Linked DNA regions of Sus scrofa: region 2 is linked to region 1. The links are chromatin contacts, called in public promoter capture Hi-C maps. All regions are on one chromosome and are shown on one strand. The core of a region is the stretch at or near the end of the contact, and the rest is flanking DNA. Distances in the headings are between cores, read along the strand shown. Region 1 holds the start of KLHL20 (kelch-like protein 20). Region 2 holds the start of RABGAP1L (rab GTPase-activating protein 1-like).

Region 1 (3,690 bases), core at 443-2,942:
CTCTTCTTTCCCCAACTAGTCACTCTCTATAACATTACCTTCTTAGATAGCATTTGCCACTGACTGAAGTTATTTTGCTTATTTTTGTACCTTTTATTGTCTATATCCTTTTACATGATTTAGAATACTTCTGGAGTTCCTGGCCTTGCTAAGTGGGTTAAGGACCCATGTTGCACCAAGCTGCAGCACAGGTCGCAGATGTGGCTCAGATTCCACATTGTTGTAGCTGTGGTGTAGACCAGCAGCCGCAGCTCTGATTCAACCCCTAGCCTGGGAACTTTCGTATGCTGTGGGTGTGGCCCTAAAATGGAAAAAAAAAAATGTTGACAGTCAACCTTCATAACTACATAAATGATCACTAGCACTTCAGGGTGGTGTCCATCTCATTCACAACTGTATTTCCAAGGTCTAGCATGGTACTTGGTATACAGTAAGTGTTGAGTCCATTTAAAGGAGAGGAGGAAAAACTGACATTTGTTGAGTGCCTACGAAGTGCCAGATATACAACATGATATTTCTTCCTTTTTTTTTTTTTCTTTCTTTTTAGGGTCACACCTGCAGCATATGGAGGTTCCCAGGCTAGGGATTGAATCTGAGCTGTAATCACAGGCCTACACCACAACCACAGCAACCCTGGATTCGAGCCATATCTGCAACCTATACCACAAATCATGGCAACACCGGATCCTTAACCCACTAAGCGACGCCAGTAATTGAACCCGCAACCTCATAGTTCCTAGTCAGATTTGTTTCCACTGTGCCACAACAGGAACTCCCGGATATACAACATGATCTTAAAGCTAGTCAGTCACAGGCCTGGGATTTGAAACTATGAATACCTGGATCTAAATACCATGCATTTCCCACTACAAGCTAATTAACAAAAGGTATACTTTCCCGTTCAGAAACAACTAGACAATCCTATGTAGATCCCATGAAAATCTGGTTAAGTTCATGCTTAGCCTATATAGTCAACAAGAAACCAACAACAGTCTTTCACTGATATTACTGATAATTGCATCCCCCACACTGTCACCTGTTTGTTTCCTAAACATAGAGTGAAAATTTTGTGACTGTGTGCTGTAGGAAAATGGGCCAAATGACAAATTGAAAAATATATTTTTTCCTACCTAATGCTAAAGTGGGTACACAGAAGTGTTTTGTTAAATGTCTGTTGGTGAATGCTAAGTGAAAGGGCAAGCTAACATAGCCATCCTGAATAAAACCCTGGTGTTTTGAAACCTAAACAGTGGAAAATCTAGGAGGTTGCCTCTGTTTATGATTTGTCTGTGGATCCTCAGCAGCTTGCACATAGTAGGGACCTAATTTGTGTAAACCCCATACATGCATGTGTCAATCATTCGGTCCACAATTAGAGGAAAGATTGTGCTAATAGGAGACCACCAGCTACAAATAAATCAAAATTCCTGGCTTTCCATGACTCCTATCATCTTTCTATTGGCTTCTGCTGGGGAAAACGAAGAGAGGAGGAGACTTCAGTATTCGGATACTGCCAGTTCAGTGATGAACTCGCACAGTGGTCACTCTCGGGGTGCAAGGAACTGGATAACTGCACATGCAGTCTTTGAGAGTACCCAAGCCCCCAGCAGGGCAAGGCTACTTCCTGATCTGCTCCGGAACCCTTTGTCGGAGTATGTGGGTTCCAGAGGGAAGTATTTAGGAACAGGACAACTTCCTGCTGGTGCAGTGGAGCGAGGGTGGGGAGGAAATCGCTCCGGGAGCCGCATCCTGCTTGCGCTAGCGTCTGCAGAGAAAAGGGTGGAGGTGCCGAAAGGAGGAAGCAGAAGAGGCTACGGAAGACAAGAAAGTGTTGGAGCCGGTAGGTTAGCCGCCTTAGAGCTGGGGCAGTGGGAAGCAAGTGGTTTGCAATATCTGCGGTTCTAAATTGCTGGGCTGCCCAGGTGGGTAGGGGCCGTGCTTTGCACGCTGCTTGTCAGTAGGCACCAAGAAGGGGCTGTTCGGGGCACTGGGGCTGGGCCTTGCGGGGCACCTGACTGCGCTCGAGCTGGCTGGCAACCCTACCCCGGAGCCCGTGGCGGCGCTGGGCTGTTCTGCCTTAGGGCGTGGGGTTCCGCACCCTGGACAGCTTCCCTAGACCGGGGGCGGAATTTAGGGGAAAGAAAGTGGATACGGTGCGTCCCGCTTAACCCTCAAGACTTTGCCAAGTGGGTGATGAACATTGTTTCGGGAACTGAGGGGAAGGGCTTGTAGAGGGACTGTTAGTCTGAAGCCATAGTTTGTCTACTCTGTTCTAGGAGCCCGGGCTATCGCAAGGGAAGTTGGTTTGTTTTTATGGCAAGTGCCTATTCCTGCTTCTTGTCACTTCTGGGCAAGCTAAGAGCTTTCATATCCCTCGTTAAGCCCGTGTGTTCTCTATCTGATTGATCGTATTTGTACTGCTGGGGGTATCTGGTAAATACTCTGTCAAAGTTAAATGTCTCCAAGCACTTTTTGAAGAGAGAAGACTAACCTAGCAGTCGGGGGACTATTTAGCGCACCTTTTCTCACCTTCCCATATAATCGTTTTAGCGTTCAGAGTGAGGGTGGTCATCTTAAAGGTGCTAGCTAAGGGTTGTGATTGTGCATCTGCAAAAGGCCTTTCGTATGGTAGGATATAAAATTCTTTATCACTGAACAAGATGAATGTGTAGAGATTGTTACTGGAGAAATCAGAAATAGTTTTTATTAAGTTACTGCTTTTCTGTTGTCTTAGGTTCGGCTTTAGAGTGTGGTGAAGGGTACTTTTCATGGTGCATGGAAGGAAAGCCAATGCGCAGGTAGGCATTTAGGAAGAAAATCTTCTGTTTCAATAAATGAAATTTACGTAATAATCTAGGGCTTCATTTAAATCTTTTTAAAAGATTGTCAAATCTTACCAAATTCTGTTTAGAATTAAAAATTCTTGTAAAATAAAGGTAATATTAGGAATTAATAGCTTTTTAAATAAAATAAAATGTAGAACTTAAATTTCTAAAGAGTGCTTTGAGCTTTATGTAGTTAACACTTCAATTTTCTTTTTTGCGTTGTAATTTTTTTGTGATAATATTATGCGTACTGTGATACTATACAGATTAGTTATAGTCTTCAATTCCCTGTAGAATACAGAGGGTTCTGTTGCCATATAAGAATAATGATTTTTTATAATACGCTGTACTGAATGTCTAATTATGGTTTTGGTTATGTCACTCATGTTCATTAATACATTTGTTCTTTGAATTAAAATAGCTGCATTGCAGGGAAGATTGTTAGAAGACTAAAAAAGGTATTTGACATAATAACTTAGTCCATAGAAAAATAGAACAGTGTGTGGGAAAATATAGACACTTATAGACCTTCTCAACCCTAGAATTTAGTAATGCTTTTTCTCAATCTGTTTTAACAAATAGGACTCAAATCGTTATTGAAATAAAGTCAGCCCAGTTCTATTTCTTCATTTTTAAACTCATTTCACTCTTATTGAACTGTATTTAATTATTTTTTGTTTAACATCAAAGATAAACAGCTCTGGCAGACCCTTTCAAGAAAAGAAGCATACCATGATGGGGATATGACTTAGAACTAAGGAACAAGAACCAGAATATGAATATTTTTCCAAATCTATTACTGAGTTTTTTTGATTGCCCTTGAGTTATTCATCTTCTCTGTGCCCCAATTTTCTTCTCTAATATA
Region 2 (3,312 bases), core at 410-2,909, 400 kb after region 1:
GGCCTATGCCACAGCCACAGCCATGTCTGTGACCTACACCATAGATCTCAGCAACGCCGGATCCCTAACCCACTGATGGAGGCCAGGGATTGAACCTGCGTCCTCATGGATACTAGTCAGATTGGTTTCCACCGAGCCACGACGGGAACTCCCAAGAGTGTTGCCCTTTTTGCCAGAAAGCTTTTTTCAGTTAGCAGGTATCAGAAGGCAGAAACTATGTCTTTTTCATCTGTTGTCTTTCTTATGGTGCCCAGAGTTAAGTTTAATAGTAATTTATTTAGCAGAGACTTAGAATCTACTTGTTGGCTTATTTATTAATAAACACAGATGAATTGAGTTATTCTAACCTTAACTTTATTAAATATCAAAAGTTTAGCATTTATTGAGGTCCAGAGCTAGGTAGACTCTCAGGAGGTTAAAGGACTTTCTGGCAAGGTGGGGGAAACACAAAATAGATGTGATATTCTTGATATGTCCTGGCATCTACAGACATTTAAATTAGGAAAAAGGTAGGTGTGTGTGTGCATGTGTAGAATTTGAGAAGGCTCTTTGGACAAATGACACATTTCTCAGGGTGGCTTTTGGACTTAGGTAGGGAAATGAGTACAGGAGAAATGAAGTGGGACAAAGGGAGAATTTTAAACCAAAGAAGCCATTCTAGAACGGAAACCATTGGACCTGCACTTAACTCTGGCTTCAGTGTATGATAACATTTATGGAGTAGTTTCTATGGGTCAGACACTATACTAGGCATGATGGAAGATTAAAAATGAATGAAGCAGGTTCTCAAAGATTCTCTAGTGGGAGAAAATTTTGCACAGATTTCCCTAGAGAAAGCTGAATATATTAGGTGACACAAATGTATAGTAACAAAGTGCTGAGGAAATTTGGAAAATTTCCTGGTCATTTCTGGCTGCAGGATCTAGGAAGGAGGATGTTCAGAGTTGAAGGATCAGTAAATACTAGTAGATGAAAACGAGTTGGCTTATTTTTATCTTTAATAGTTTGTACCCCCAATTTATTACCCTAAAGGATAAAAAGGTGCAAATGAGGGTACATTTTCTTCATAAATACATGTTTCCAGTTCCTTACTCGCAGGATATTTTCTTATTCAGTCTCCCCGGAGTCCCACAAAACGAACCAGCAAGGTGGTGCTTCCTAAGTACACAAGACACTGAAAGAGGCGAAGACAAGAAACTGGTGAGAAAAGGTAGCATTCTTTAAATTGACTTCTCTGAGGATTACGGGACATTAAGACTGAAAATATTTGTAAACCAGGCTTTATGAGCAAGAACACAACTGCCTTAAACTCAGAATTATCTAAGAGCTCAGTAACTTCTGGGCAGAAACTCGGCCCAGGTCGCTCGGGGCTCGAGCCAGCACGGGCTGGTTCACGGGCGCAGTTATCTCTCCGGAAGGCTCTGAAGCGCGGCGAGCGCCTCTTGCCGCTTTCCAGGTCCCTACCCCTAACAACCCAGGTCTGCCAGCTCTTCTCTCCCCTGCACCAGCGAAATCTCGGCCAGGCGGAGACATGTGTGCGCATGCGCGCCCACCGCCCTGAGCAGAGGAGGTGCTTCTGCCCTCAGGAGCGCGCACGCCGCGCCGAGGGGCCCGGACGCGCGCGCTCCCGACCCTCCTCCTCCTTCTCGGCCCGCCCCTCCCTCGCCTCTTCCTGCCGGGCGGTCCTCCTCCCCTCCCCACTCCGCTCCCTCCGCCTTACTCCCTCCGCCCTCCTAGGGCTCCGGCGGCTGTGGAGTGAACGGGACGGGCCCGGCCGCAGAGCGCGGGGCGGCGGGTGGGACTCGAGCGCCTGGTAGAGTTGTTCCGGCCCTGTCCGCGGAGACGTGAGGAGGTGAGGCGAGGGCGGCCTCCTAGGGGCCGGTGGGCGGACGGGCGGCCCGGAGCCGCCGGCCCGGCTGGGGGTGTTGTCCCTGGGGCTGAGCCGGAGGAGGATTGTGGTGGGGGCCGGGCCCGGGACGGGATGCGAGAGGACTCGGGAGGAGGGTTTAGGATTGTCGGTCGCTTCCCCGACATCGCCGTTCTCCCGGTGGCCGCCCCCCGCGGCCCGAGCAGGCAGGCGGCAGGCTGGGTCGGCGCCCCTCACCTGGGGCGGGTGGTGACGGGTGCTCGCTTTCAGCTGTGCCCTCCTGACATTGTCGCCGCCTCCGCCGCTGCCGCCCGCTGCTGCACTGTGGCTGCTGCCGGGTTCGAAGTCCCAGCAGCCCCACGTCCGGGGGCGAGTGGTTAGGATTTTCTTACCCACATTCAGACATGTGTTCTTGACCTGGTCTCGCCCTCGCGCTCCGCCTGTCTCCGCCCGGCGGCACTTTGCTCCGCTCTTGCTGTTGATGCTTGTGGTTTTGCAGTCTGGGATGGGCTGCGTCCTGGGCAGATCTCTACCTGCAAGAAATGCCCCGCTTCAAAGTTGACCGCCTGGCCATGTCAAACAACCCCTGTCCAGGTTGTATGTGCTCAGTGTCCTGATAACTGAGTCAAAGTTTCTGAGACTGGGCTAGTACTTTGCACTGGTCGCCAACGGTGCAGGGCTGGGCAGTGCGTCAGCATGTGGAAAGGGGCCACCGGCTAGCAGGAGGTGGCCGGGTGTTAGGGGACTGGTCTGACAGGGTCTGTTTCTGGGTCCAGGTGCTTGTGTATTCTCCTTGTACACTCAGATAGGATTATCTTAGAAATGTACCAAAATTAGATGGTCACTTGCAGACTTGAGGGTTTCATGTAAGTAATGAGAAATGCCATCCTCATTATTGCTAATGGTAAGGAGAACTTTTGCTTGCCTGACAGATTTCAGTGCTGTCTGGAAACTGATTTCAGGGTCTGAATGTTTGGTACTGGAAACTTAAGGGATTTTTAAAAATACATTTACATTTTCTTGTACATGGAGGGAAGTAGGTAGTTGCCTGTTAGAATTCTGAAAACATAATTATCACGAAAGCCTTCTGACTTTTCTCATGAGTGTTTATGTGTGGCTTCTGTTGCACTTTTGTAGTATATCCAATAGTCTGATGTCAGAAGATACAAACATGAAGTTTGCTTGTGGGCAAATTGGAAGTGGATTTTGTCCATGGAAAATATTGGTGCACAAGTTGCCAGTACTGGAAAACTGGCCTGTGATTCATTATCTCAACAGAGTCTTATGTGAAACTGACAATGAAATTACAAAGGAGAAAGACCAGATAAATTTAATGTATACATTATCATCATATTATATTAAACACTCAGTGGTTGGGGGGGTGAGTTGAGACTCTTGAGTTAGAGTCGTGTCTCTATTGGAGTTCCCTTTGTGGCTCAGTGGTT

Evidence for each region. Promoter capture Hi-C pulls out the DNA fragments that hold promoters and counts their contacts.
Region 2: a promoter capture Hi-C map of liver shows a contact between it and region 1, with 2.7 times the contacts expected there. The contact joins the promoter of RABGAP1L here to the promoter of KLHL20 in region 1. A contact is called at or near these places in 1 of 5 promoter capture datasets (liver), 1 of 47 Hi-C or Micro-C datasets (heart right ventricle) and 1 of 2 datasets of contacts at active chromatin or transcription factors (skeletal muscle).

The regions. Positions count from the first base shown.
Region 1 is chr9:116,003,870-116,007,559 of Sscrofa11.1, forward strand. It overlaps KLHL20 (kelch-like protein 20), which reads left to right and starts at 1,693. Exons shown (of 12, transcript XM_005656716.3): 1 at 1,693-1,840; 2 at 2,735-2,798. The coding sequence starts at 2,776.
Region 2 is chr9:116,400,759-116,404,070 of Sscrofa11.1, forward strand. It overlaps RABGAP1L (rab GTPase-activating protein 1-like), which reads left to right and starts at 1,660. Exons shown (of 26, transcript XM_021102607.1): 1 at 1,660-1,852.